Linked DNA regions of Zea mays: region 1 is linked to region 2. A link is a contact called in public Hi-C data. All regions are on one chromosome and are shown on one strand. The core of a region is the stretch at or near the end of the contact, and the rest is flanking DNA. Distances in the headings are between cores, read along the strand shown.

The links. A called contact is a pair of places that touch in the nucleus more often than the background predicts.
Region 1: a Hi-C map of leaf shows a contact between it and region 2, with 4 times the contacts expected there. The contact joins the promoter of LOC103653462 here to the enhancer-like site in region 2. A contact is called at or near these places in 2 of 25 Hi-C or Micro-C datasets (leaf and tassel) and 1 of 3 datasets of contacts at active chromatin or transcription factors (leaf).

What each region holds. Positions count from the first base shown.
Region 1 is chr4:85,140,065-85,146,884 of Zm-B73-REFERENCE-NAM-5.0, reverse strand. It overlaps LOC103653462 (agenet domain-containing protein / bromo-adjacent homology (BAH) domain-containing protein), which reads right to left and starts at 3,587. Exons shown (of 6, transcript XM_008680358.3): 1 at 3,030-3,587; 2 at 1,113-1,207; 3 at 891-1,004; 4 at 1-498. The coding sequence starts at 3,378.
Region 2 is chr4:85,046,507-85,053,461 of Zm-B73-REFERENCE-NAM-5.0, reverse strand. No RefSeq gene overlaps it. Among protein-coding and RNA genes, the nearest start is that of LOC100273073, 55 kb to the right of the region's middle. Within about 2 kb of position 3,456, at least 9 of the 20 cell types and tissues checked have an H3K27ac peak or open chromatin away from gene starts, as enhancers often do. A contact at or near this core is called in leaf and tassel, where this site is marked.

The sequences.
Region 1 (6,820 bases), core at 2,338-4,837, 93 kb before region 2:
CTGTGGATTAGCATCATCGTTGAATGCATCACGCTTCCTCTTCAGCCCTCCATCTGAACTGGGTCTGGATTTAGGGACCTTGAAACGCACCTTCAGAGAGGAAGTTGCATTGAACATGGTCCTAAGTACTTCCTGGCTCCAGTAGCCTTGCAGCTGTGTGACATCAAAAGGTTTGATGTCACCATTATCAATCTGCCGACAGCAAAAATAAGGTTGCCACAAGTTGTATCTGGTATCACCCTTGAACTTCTCGTAGTGCTGGACACTCAGGACTGCAGCCAATCCATCAATGCATTCTACATTGAGATCTTGACGACCCAGAGAGAAGAAGATCTCCCTGTCATCGAAATCCATGGGCAAGGGAACACCAACCTCATCAACTTTGTCGAACCATTGTACCTTGACCATGTTGCATGAGTTTGTATCCTCGTAGAGATCTTCCACATAAGCAATAAGTCTCTTCATCTCTTCACTCATGATGAATACAAAACTATGCACCTACAAGTATAGCAGGAATGCATCAGCTAAAGTTCAACCTTCAAAACTTTACTACACGAAACTAAGAATATTGGCACATCTACTTTTAATTTTGTATTTCTATGAAGCCAAAAGGTTCCTTAATATCATCTCAAAGTAAGAATATGAAGAAAAAAATGTCGAGTAAAAGAAGCCTATCTTCAAAAAAAAACAGTTCTATCTTTTGAAATTGTCCAAGTAATATTCAGGACTGTGTGACATTTTTTATGGCAGCTCAGTTTCATGTCTGCCTAGGTATGGTGTTTGAAATGTAAGTGTTATATTTGATTGACAAAGAGCAACGAGTAGAGATGCACACTGCACATAGCTAAAAAGACAATATAAAAGTAGCCAGAGACAGCGAGTGGGCATACCGAGATAGTAATTCCTCTACGGCAGAAAGATTTGTAGTGCTTCAAACGTTGTGGGCAATAACATGGAGCTCCTAACCATGTGAAGACATTTGAAGGTTCCCTAGAAGAAACATCCTGAACAGGCGTAATAGAAAATGCATTAGAGAAGGTGAATTATCGATGATTCGATGGTGCTTCCAAGACATAAGAAATGCAAGATGACATAGCAAAACACTTCTGTACCTTCGAAGCAGTAACTTGTGTGCAGTTGTTAACACTGTCATCATATGAATCCCTACTGCACCTAGTTGCCATTGAGGAGGAACCATAATTATGACCTGCAAATGAAGCATTCACAGTAAGAAAATTGCCAATGAAACTTTAATGGAAACCATAGCATGGAATGAAGTAGACAATTCTGCACCTAGGCAAAAGCAAAGCAACACAGCAAACAAAACAAAGAACAAAAAAAACAGAACAGAACGAGAAGGAATGATGAGAATCACAAATCACCACTACAAACAGCAAACAAGTTGGAAATCACATTTACTTGAGAATAACGTCCCACAATTTGGGTATAATATGATCCTATTTTACATATCCAAATATCGGAAAGATTTCCCACTTCATCGTTAAAGCTCTCAGCACAAAGCCAGACAAATGATTTTCACTAGAATATGTTGATTCATTTGTGCTAGAATTTATTGCTTTTCAAAGAAACCAAGGCTTTCTTTTGCATGAATATTCAGTATACAGTCAAAGTACACACTATATGGACTTGTGGATCCGCTCCATAGAGGCATCAGGGGAGACCATAACACGGGAAGGTCAAAACAGCACCTGATGGAGCATACATTCATGCTGCTGCTTCGCTTATCTCTATTCCCAAATGCCAAGGTTATGCAATTGGCCCAAAGGAAGCCAGCAGCTGCTTCCACTGGGGCACACCTGTATTCTCCATATTCCTATGGAAAAGGAGAAGGCGTGAGTTTTGCTGGCAACCAAATTATTACTGAACAAGCCGGGCGAGATCATAGTCATTCCTAGAAGAACAATAAAGCAACCCAAAACCAATTTTACTAAACAGAAACTCAGCCAATGAACAGCTAACGGAACACATGGAAATCCCAACAGCTAAGAGGCATAGATCTTGGTCTATCAAGAAGCAGTCTTCCTGAACATTAGAAAGAGAGGCGAAATGCACTAACTCAATTGCCGAACAAATTTAGTTAAACAAAAGGACATAGTGCAGGAATCCTCTAATGGTCTAACCGCAAAATGGAAAAAAAAACGATACGATTAAGACGGTTTTTCTTGCCAAACAGGCTAGACACGGCAGGAAATGGAAGTAATGTTTCGCAGCCGCGGCTCCCTCCAACAGCCAAATGGAAAATACGAGGAAGCAAAGACATCTTCTTGCCACATATGGCTAGCTCCTAGACACGGTGCCTCTTCTGGCCAAATAAGGTTAGACAAGCAAAGCATCGGTGTCTCCAGCCTTCCCCCGTTACAGAATCCCCAAACAGCGATTACGGTTTCCCTTGCCCAAATCAGGCTAGGCACAGCAGGAAATGAAAGCAAAGCATCCGCATACTTTAAACTAAACCTAATCACAACCCTAGGATTCCGTAGAGATATCGCGTCCATAGAACAGCAGATTCGCTGAGCGCGTCAAGATTGTATAAACAGAGATCATCCTCCCTGACATCAAATATGCAAGAAACCGTGGACTGCAGCGGGAAATGATCGAGACGCGCGCCGGAGCCCAAATCCAGACATGGAGCACATCTTCTTGCATATTTGACGGAGCACGCAAATATACTGGAAGAAATCCTTTGTCGCCGTATTAACAAATCAACCGACGGTCCGCCAAGGAATTCCAGACATGGAGCACGCAAATCAACCGAAAAAATTTGTAAATCCCAAAAGCTCTCATGTTTCACGGCGCAAAACGAATCCAAACACGCACTCACGCAGAGAAGCGGAGCAGAACATGAACCGCCTTCAATCGAACCAAAACCGGAGCGATTTGAAAGCAAAAGATAGCACCAAATCGAGCCAAAACAGGACCAAACGCGCCGAGCTCGGAATCATCCAAATCTACATCCAACTCCAGAAAGCACAACCCGGGTCCCGAACTCCCCGGCACAGAAATCTTACCAGAAACGAGGGAGGACAGCCAGTCCACGACCTCCCGTCTGGACCGCCACCTCCTCGGAGCGCCGCCGTCCGCCCCAGCAGCCGGCAGAGGCGACCGTGATGGCGACGGCGCGACGGCGACCGCCCCGGCGGCAGCCGCGAGCGCGCGGAGGAACCGCCCCTGCACGGCGTACGACATGTGACGCGGGCTCCGCTCCCGCCCAACCACCGCCAGCTGCTTCTCCTCGCTGTTGCCGCGGAGGTAGTAGTGCACGAGGCGGCTGCCGCGGTCGTTGGACACCACCACCTCCTCCCACTGCGTCCACCGCCCCCTCGCCGCCGCCAGGGCCGCTGTCGCTGCCTCGTCCATGGCCGCCGCAGTGGGACGCTAACCCTAGATGGGCTCGGCTTGGTCTCCGCGTGTGGTGCGTATCGCGTCGCGTCGGAAGAGGTGAGGCCTCGCACGAGGGAAGGTCAGATTTGGGGAGAGAATAATGTGGGGGTGGGCGAAGAGAGAGGACGGGGAGGGATTTGGTCTTATTCGGGGCGTGGTTAAGACATTAATAACTATGCGTAGATAGTTAAATTTTTAAATTGTCTTATGTTATATTAGCTGAAGCATATATTCATACATAAATTATATATCGTTTTATCATCAGTCGTACCTTCAGCTTTCGGCTCCATCTAGTTGAATAAATTTGGTTGTGGCCGTGGTCGTGTTTTACGACTGCGCCAGGGCAGGAAACGTGCACAGGTAGAGGAGCAGCAGCAGCGCGCTCAGCCTTAGTGCATGCACAGACGGCCGCCGCATCGTGTCTTTCACTGTGGATAGGCGACGGAGAAGGCGGCAGCAACGGACGCGTACGTGTCCCCAGGCTGCATGACGTAGGTGACGAGCGTCGTGGCGTTGTCGTCGACGGCCGGGCACTGACAGAAGACGGGAAATGTGACCATGGTGCCGACGTCGAGGTCGGTGGGCACCAGCGTGGGGTTCACGCGCTCCACGGCTTGGTACTGTGTGAGGTTGTGCAGCTTGGTGGTGGAGATGATCCAGTAGATGTCCCCGGGCCGATCTGGTATTGCATCGGCGCGTACGAGCTGGGGGACCAGGAGGGGCAGCCGCACTGGAGCGGCACGAGCAGCGGCTGCCCGTTGGCGGGCACGGTCGTGGTGGAGAGGTTGTTGGCGTGCGCGACCATGAAGCGGCTGACGGCGAAGAGGTCACCGATGGTCGTGAGATCGAGCGGCACGCCCGCGAAGCCGGCGCGGTAGAGCGCGTACACCTGGTACAGATACGTGCGGTTGGTGGGTCAGTGCTTGCATAGTGTTCTGCGGCTTGCATGCAGCTGCTGCGAATTGCATGCTTGCATGCAGTGGGAGGGTAGGTGGCGCATGCCACGCGCGATAAGGGGAGGCGGGAGCACGGCATGGTCTACGTTAGCTTCTTAATAGTTAGTAGAGATAGATATATAGTATTTTGTCTAGTCTAAATTATCGTTTTAATTCAAAGCAAACAAACCAGCTGATGTTACTAACGGTTGGTTTGAACGTTTTAAGCTTTTTGGAATACTGATCATATAGAAATTTCATACGAATAATTTTATTTTAAAAAAATACATGAAACAGAAAAAAAAATCCATATTCTAAAGTGGTCTTATATGTCCCCATAATTTACGGTGCAATATGTATGGCTTGATATTGATCTAAACAAGTTACGGAAGTTCTCTATTTTTTTATAGGAGGGTTAGTTCTGACCTCAAGTTTTCAAAACCTTAATATTATTGTTTTTTATAAAACCTAGCGCAATTTCTAAATTGTTAGTCTTTTGTGATCGTTGATGTACTAATTATAGAGACTAGTGAAAATATATGTGTGGCACGCATGTGATAAAAAAATATTATATATACAAGATGTTTATATATATCTATATAATATTATATACAAGATGTTTACATATACCTATATAATAACAAATTTGTTTGAATATTGTTTTACAATATAATTAGTTATGATACATATTTAAATTCTTCGTCGTGTTATTATAAAAGGTCTAAGTGGTAACTAATTAAATATATAAATAAATAAAGTGATCCAGACAATGACCTAAAATTACAAAGGACATGCTGTAGTAATAGGAAGGATACGAAATCTCTGTTCATGTGAACGACGTTGCAATTATTTATTTTTGCGCTAAAACGACTGATATGTTCCAATATTGTAAGCGCGGACAGATTATTAATTAGTTTAGCCATTTCACAAAGTAATGTTCGTGTAGGAAGTTTAAGTATGCACAAAAGGAAGCATCTAGCATTTAAACAAACAGATATAGAATAACATTGATATTTATCACATCAGAGAGGTAAATTATGAAACTTCATTTCATACTGATGCTAATTAGATATCATTTTTATATAAACTCGATAAAAATCTATGTTCCTATTGTATTTTAGGACAGGAAGTATAGCAGTATAAACTTTACTCTTGTACTCTAGTAGTAGTGTGTAGCATACACGGTACAATTTTCTATACATCTTTCCAGTTGGGTCGATCTGAAGCTGAAGTTAAAGAACGGGTGAAACAGCACGTAGAAAAGACTAGCGAACAATCAGTTTCTGGCCTGCATCACGGTCATGATTTTCTCAGCGGCAGCACACAGATAGAGCGGATCAACGACGTCATACGAGATAGAAATCCAACGGGTATGATATATAAAAGAAAACTGGATTTTATACTATAGTACAGATACAGATAAAAACATCCAACAATCTCTATTTATTGTTTTTTCCCTCTCGTGATTGTCTCAATGAAATTGCTCCACGCAATCCCCAAACCGCCTTCGCTACTCATCCATGTTCTCGTGTCCACTCTCCCCACATGCCTTCTATCTCTAGCATGTGCCCTCTTTTAAGAGCGAGAACGGGATATTGATTTTTGATTGTAGTCCTTCACCGGTAGAATCACAGTTATCGTATTTTTCACAAAGAAACGGCAGGCCAGAGGTGAACTAACTAACTCGAACTTAAATTGAAGTGTAAATTTTGATAAGGGTACACACTAGTGCATTGACAGGGTAAATACTATAAAAGGATAGGTGTATGAGGAAGAAACGGATATGGGCCCTAAGGTCTGTAGCAAGATAAAGTTACCTAGGAGGACAACAAGGAGTAAAGAACCAAATTATTAGTTTTACTATGTTGCAAAGAATTATTCATGGTTAATCATATGTTTATCGAATACAGGAAAGAATTTGCATCGAGCGAAATCTAGAGAGAGATAGGTGAAACACCAAAGGTAGCTAGTTATCACCTACGAGCCTACCAGACGATAGGGTTGGGATACACATGTCACACTTTCGCTATCACTAAAAGGGGCTACCAACCATAGTTGTGTAGATACGATGACACATTATGACAATGGTCAACCGAAGCCTCAGCCAAGCAACTAGGACTAGGAGTGGCTTATTACACCGTCAAACTAGACGAGACTTGATAAACAAAGACTAACACAATCCTAAGCCTTGAGTTTAAGTGCTCCTAGAGTACCGCAACAATAACCAAAAGGTATATGCAAAGTAAAGTAATACTTCAATTTAATATTTAGAATAGAGGTAGTACTCACAGTAGAACACAAGATAATTGGATTTCACTTGATAGTCGATGATACAGAAGAGATATATCCGACGACTCCAAAGAAAAACCCGAAACACTTGAGGTAAAGCTTAGACTCACTCTAGCTCCTAGAAACTAACCTATACTACTAAAATGAAAAGAGGAAGCTCTCTAAGGTATATCTACTCTCAAATTTCTTATTTT
Region 2 (6,955 bases), core at 2,207-4,706:
GCCTTTGCAAAGATGATATCCGTTGCACTGCCTATGTCCACCAGGACATTGTGGACCAGGAATCCCTTAATGACACAAGATATGACCATTTCATCGTTGTGAGGATTATCCTTGAGCTGAAGGTCTTCCTAAGAGAAGGTAATTGGAATGTGAGACCACTTGGACTTGATGAAGGGTCCTTGCACCCCAATATGTTGTACTCTTCTTTGCGTTTCTTTCTTCTGCTTCTTGTTGGCTGGTTCAGAATTTGAGCCGCCTGTAATTGGGAGCACCAGCTTCGTGGCCAAAGGTGCTACAACTTGGTTGTTGTGCAAAGCCATCGTCACAACTGTGGAAGTGAGTTCACTGGAGGTGGGCGCCAATGTTAGTCCTTGTTCTAGAATACTACACATCAAGAACAAAGCAACACAATTGATAATGATTAGAGAATTTCGTCCTTCGAAGCATTATCTCCCTTGGGATATAATGATCCTCAGACGAAGGTCATGAAGGGCGTACCTTCATCATTTTAGTGAGCGAATGTAAATAAAGACATACATACCACAAAAGAATATGAACACTCATTCCAAATCATTAGATTATTTATATTCTCATTCTATAAATGTGAATAAATATCAATGATATTTATATTACATTAATACCTTCGTCTTAGCAGAAGATGAAAACGTGAGTGTGACGCGAGAGCGATTATCATCCAGCGTGAACAATATGGGGGTACTATTCATCTATTTATAGGCACGGGATGCAGCCCGGACAAAATTACATTTATGTCCCTGTTAACTAATTATAATCACAATGCAAACTATTAAGGACTATATAGTCTTTTCCTCTTTAAGTCGGTATCGTCTTTCGCCTTTATCACAATACCAAGCCGAAGCTCTTTCGGCCGTAGCTTCGGCTTTTGTTCACATCATCTTCGGCTTACATCTTCATGTCACACCTTCCTTTGTATTGTCTTGCTGAAGGTGTTCTTGCCTTGAGGACCTTCGGCGGAGGAGAAGACCCCCAACACCGGTGTAGGGCCAATTCCCCAGGTCGCGGACTGTCCGGGTGAGGGCTCCGGACCGTCCAGGGTTGCCTGGGAAGTCCTCCTAGTAAAATCGGCTGATAACAAAGCCGATGAAACTGATTGGAGGATGCCCATAGTTGATTACCTAAGAAATCCCAGTGTTAGGATGGATAGGAATGTTCGGCGTACGACTTTCAAGTATGTTTTGATGAGTGATGAACTCTACCGCCGAACGGTCGATGATGTCCTGCTTAAGTGCTTGGGCCTAAGTGATGCTATATTAGCCATGGCCGAAGTACATGAAGGAATTTGTGGTACCCATCAATCGACTACGAAGATGAAGTGGTTATTGCGAATATATGACTTCTATTGGCCTAACATAATAGCCGATTGTTTCAAGTACTACAAAGGATGCCAAGTATGTCAGAAATTCGACGACTTACAGTTGCTCCTTGCGGCTAAATTACATCCTATCATTAATCCTTGGCCTTTCAGATGATGGGGATTGGACTTTATAGGAGAGATTCATCCTTCATTATAAAAAGGGCATCGGTTCATGTTAGTTGCCACTGACTACTTTACCAAATGGACTGAAGTCGTTGCTCTGAACAATATGACACACATGGAGGTAATTGAGTTCATAACTGAGCATATTATTCATAGATTCGGCATTCCCCAGACTTTGACTATAGATCAGGGGCTCCTTTTATGTCAAAGGAGGTACTTGAGTTTGCCAAATTATATAGAACTAAATTGCTCAATTCATCTCCATATTATGCTCAGGCGAATGGGCAAGCCGAGTCTAGTAATAGGGCGTTGATTAGCCTGATAAAAAAGAAGATATCTGATCATCCTAAGCATTGGCATAAGATTTTGTCCGAAGCTTTGTGGGCTCATAGAATATCTAAACACCGTGCTACAAAAGTATTTCCGTTCGAGCTTGTCTATGGGCAGGAAGCAATATTACATGTAGAGATAAGTTTAAATGTTGTCAGGTTCACCAAGCAAAATAATCTAACTGTCGGTGATTATTATGATTCAATGATGGACAATATTGATGAAGTGACCGACAAGAGAGTGACAGCCTTAAGAGAAATAGAAAATGACAAGACCATAGTCGCCAAAGCTTACAACAAGAAGGTCAAGGCTAAATCGTTCCAGGTTGGGGACCTGATATGGAAGACCGTCTTGCCTCTAAGGAGCAAAGACCAGAAGTTTGGGAAGTGGTCGCCAAGCTGGGTAGGCCCTTACAAGGTCACACAGGTGATGTCCGGTAACGCCTACTTACTGCAAACCTTATAAGGCAAAGACTTGCCCAAGGCGTTAAACGGGTGTTTCCTCCAGCAGTACCATCCTAGTATGTGGCAAGATTTCTAAGGAAACCAGTGTGATCACATCGAGTTAGTTGCTTTTGGTTCGCTCAGCTCCGCCAAAAGGCAGGGGGTATATATTGGGCGCCAAAATAGGACAACTGGACGGTCCGACCCTGGGAACGGACGGTCCGCGATCCAGACGGTCCACACTGGTGGTGCGGACGGTCCGCGCGCGCAGAATTAGTTAGGGTTCCGAGTTTCTTGTGGATTTGTTAGCGAAACCGCGGATTTAGCTCGAGATACGGATTGCAACGGGTCCAGACCACCCCTCTATATATACATAATGGACTACGATCGATTAATCATCAACAATCGAAGCTATAATCTATACAATTCGCATTTTATCTTGTATGTTTAGGAGTAGCTCTAGTTTAGTTCTAGTTTAGTCTCTCAATCCCCAAATTCTCCGCTTCTCTTCGGCTCTACGTCGATTAGAGGTGTCTAGGTCGGTCTGCCGACTATAGACAAAGCCTAGGACCTCTCTTACCCGACGGGGTCCCTCCCGGGAGTGAGATCCAGGCGCTACCGGTGAACTTCGCCGCCCCTGCGCACGCGCGGACCGCCCGCCCTACAGGTGCGGACCGTCCGACTCGTAAAGAAGAAACGCCAGCCTCTGTGTTAGGTCGCGGACCGTCCGACCCCTGGCCGTAGACCGTCCGCGCCTACGCAGAGTGCACCGCCGCCAATTCTTAACGTAGTGATTGGCGTCCGGATCGACACCAACACACCCGCACGGCTGCACCTACAGGACAGGATAGGATCGTTCATTTGCTTGCTTCACATATAAAATTTAGTCACCCTCATAATAATAATACAAATAAAAAACATACACGGTGAGAGTGAGAGTGAGAGAAGTGAACACACGTGAAGACCCCAGCCTCCTCTGTCAAGTCCGAGCCTCGTAGTAAGCAAGCCATCAGAATTCATAATCCAAACGAGATACTCCTTCTACTGACTACTGTACTCGGCTCTGTTGTTGTTTTACTTCTTGGAGACGCGCGTCGGCAAGGAAATGGGAACGAAGGTCGAAGGAGATGTTTCAGCCAGAACAGAGAATCGTTTGGCAGGCCGTCATCAGCCATCAGGCCCGCCCTCGGCCCAATTATCTCTGGAACCAGCCCCCTGTACCCTCGCCAGCGGCCGCCCGACCTGTTTGGTTCAGATTTTTTCTGATCAGCTTTTCTGAAAATCTGGTTGTGGGAAGAATCTGGCTGTGAGGAGAATCTGAATATCATTACGATTACGTATGGGGGAAGATAAAGTTGTTCATAGGGCTCAGGATCTATAAAGTGACAGATTTCTACTATTACAACGACTCAACCGATTATGTGTTTATGTTGATTTTGGATGGTTTTTGCCCTAACGAATTTTATAGAAGCTGGCTGAAAAGCTGACCGTTTGGCAGTCCGCAACAGCTTTTGGTGGCCAGAAGCTGCCAGAAGCTGAAACAAACATGGCTAATTATCTTTTCCTAAGCAGCTCCAAGAGCTTTTAAAAATATATCTCCTATATATAAGAATTAAAATCTCCTTAAAGGCCATTATCCCTAAAATAAAGTTCACATTATAACAACTCACTTTCTTTCCTCAAAACTCGTTTGATTCTTTTTTTCCCTGCTCGCGCCGCCACAAATCAGCGAGCTTGATGGACAGTGCCCCACTTGCTGCCGTCTGCAGCGCTGACGAGAAAGTCTAATCAAGGCTGAAGACGAGCAGCTCTGTAACACCTATAATTTGAGATATAAAATTTATTTTCTAATATCCACCAAATTCAGATGTTATCCTCTTTCTTTTCTTCTTTTCTATATTTTTTCTAAATAGTGGAGAGTTATTTCACTATATATGTATATAAGTTTTTAACTTAGTAAAATTAAATCCTAAAGAAACTTTGATTGTTACATTCATACCGTTGCATAATGTTTATAAGTGCAAAGGTCCTTGACACATAGCAAATTATCTTGTGAATGTTTCTGATAATTTTTGTGAGACTTTAGATTATTTCTCGCCTGTCATACATGAATATCATTCTTTTTCGGGAATTAACTAAAAATATTATGGAAACCCAATAATATATATATATCTCATCGAATCTGTTCTAGACCTCGTGTCGTTTTCATGAGATCGTCTGTTGGGGGCCTTCGACTTTCGAAGGTCCTCAAAAACAGGATATAACAGTATTTCTGGAGTATAATGTGTGAACAGGTACCTTCGGACTCAAGTCGGCATCACAGCAGACCAGAATAATACGAAGGTTGATACAGCGCCGAAGGTGTGAGCAAGAAAGCTTCGGCGTGGCAGCAAAAAGTGAAACCGACTTAAAGATGAAAAGCCAGATTAGACCTCGAAGAATTACTATAGAGTTATTGATAAATGTAAAGGGCATTAATGTAATCTTGCATGGGCTGCGACCCGTGCCTATAAATAGGTGAACAGTATTCCCGTACTGTTCACACTGATTGGGCATTCGCTTTTTGCGTCACGCTTGTACTTTCATCTCCTTCAAGTTGGAGGTACATTTGTAATTCAACGTCATTTCTGTTTATACTTGATAATAATATATGATTATTTATGTTGTCCTTTATATTCCCTACAATTTATCCTTCGTCGCTGTATAATGAATTTATGAAGGTACGCCCTTCATAACCTTCGTCCGAAAACCATTATATCCTAAGGGGAATAATGCTTCGAAGGACGAAGGACTTTACCGATTAACATTTTCTATGTTGCCTTGTTCTTGACTCATAGCATTTGAGAACAAGTCCCCAACATTGGCGCCCACCTCCGGTGAACTCACTTCCACACTCTGAGTTTTCTGAGCACCTTCGGCGATCACGTTATGGCACCGAAGAAAGTTTCAGCAACTGGTACTGCAGCTCTTCAACCGCTGGACCACAATCAGGAGACTGTCTCTCTTCGGGAGGCCCGAAGCCAGAAAAGGAAGGCTGTCAGCCCGACACCACCAGAGGACGAAATAGATCAAGAAATCAGAGACATGGAAATGCTTCATCAACAGGTGCAGAGGAAGAAAGAAAAGATGGCCAGGCTAGCTGAACTGCAAAGGCAGATAGACGAAGCCTCTGAAGAAGTTCGTCATCTTGCTCAGGATGAGCAGCACCGAAGGCCTCAGCACCAAGACCTTCATCAGGAGGGTTTCCCCAACGAAGATGACTGGTATGACAATTTCCATCATGGGAATTTTGTTTTCGATGATGCTTCTCCTCTGTCCGCTGAGCTGCAGGCTACACCTTGGCCTCCGTCCTACAAGCCGCCTCAGCTTCCCGTATTCGATGGCCACTCAGACCCGAAGCAGTTTTTGATGAGCTACGAAGCAACGGTATCTTCGTATGGTGGCAATGCTGCAGTCATGGCCAAATCTTTTGTTATGGCTGTCAGGAGCGTCGCTCAAACCTGGTATTCCTCCCTTCTACCAGGAACGATCACTTCATGGCAGAAGCTGAAGGACTTGTTGTTAACTAGCTTCCAAGGGTTTCAGACGAAGGCGATCACTGCTCAAGCTCTATTCCAGTGCACCCAGGATCACGAAGAATACCTTCAGGCGTACGTCCGAAGGTTCTTGCGTTTAAGGGCACAAGCACCAACGGTGCCCAATGAAATTGTCATTGAGGCCATGATCAAGGGGCTTCGGCCAGGACCGTCAGCTCAGTACTTCGCTAGGAAGCCTCCTCAAACTTTGGAGAAGCTGCTCCAGAAGATGGACGAGTACATTCGGGCCGATAATGATTTTCGCCAAAGAAGGGAGGAGGCTTTCCGGTTTTCTTAAATGACCAGGGGCTTCGGAGGAAGGTTCTATCCGAGGCACGTTAGATCAATTCATAACTCTGCCCAAAATGATGATCGAGGGAGCCAACAGCAAAGGCCACAGTGTCCTTCACAGGCTTCGGGGCAACAACAAGGCTCTTTCCGACCACCAGCTCCAAGAGGCAGAGGCGCCAGGGGCTTCGGCGGAAGATTTGGAGATCAACCAAGAAGAATCTTTTGCTTATTTTGCGGTGAGAACAAAGGCCATACCACCAGGATGTGCCATGTTACCATCCAGAAGCAAAAGGAAATAGCCGAAGCCGCAGCACAACAAGCTCAGCCGAAGCAGGTCATGCATACTGCTTCGTATCATTCGCCCTACATCCCAGAATATGTGGGCAATCACCCTGCAGTTTCTGTTGCTTCGGCAAGTCAACCTCAAGCTTCCTGGCAACAGCCTCCGCTTCCACCTCCGCTGCAACAAGGCCAGCAGCCAGAAGGGAGCCAGTATGCTCCACACCAAAGGGACTTCAGAGAGCAGTCCGAAGCTCGTACAGTCAACAGCACTGTGCCAGAGTCAAAGCACATCTATTGACAAATATCCTACCTTAATAGCAGTCTTTCTTTTTCAGTCTTATTTTCTGTGTAATAAAGGACATTGTTTAGATTTCATGTAAACAGTTTCGTTGTTTGCCACAAGGAAAATATATTTTCTTCACAGGCTTAAGTTGTTGAAGTTTAAAGATTTGTGATAACAAAGAGGACCTTCGAATTATCGGAAATTCTTCGAAGCAACAAAAAGTCGTTCTAAGGAA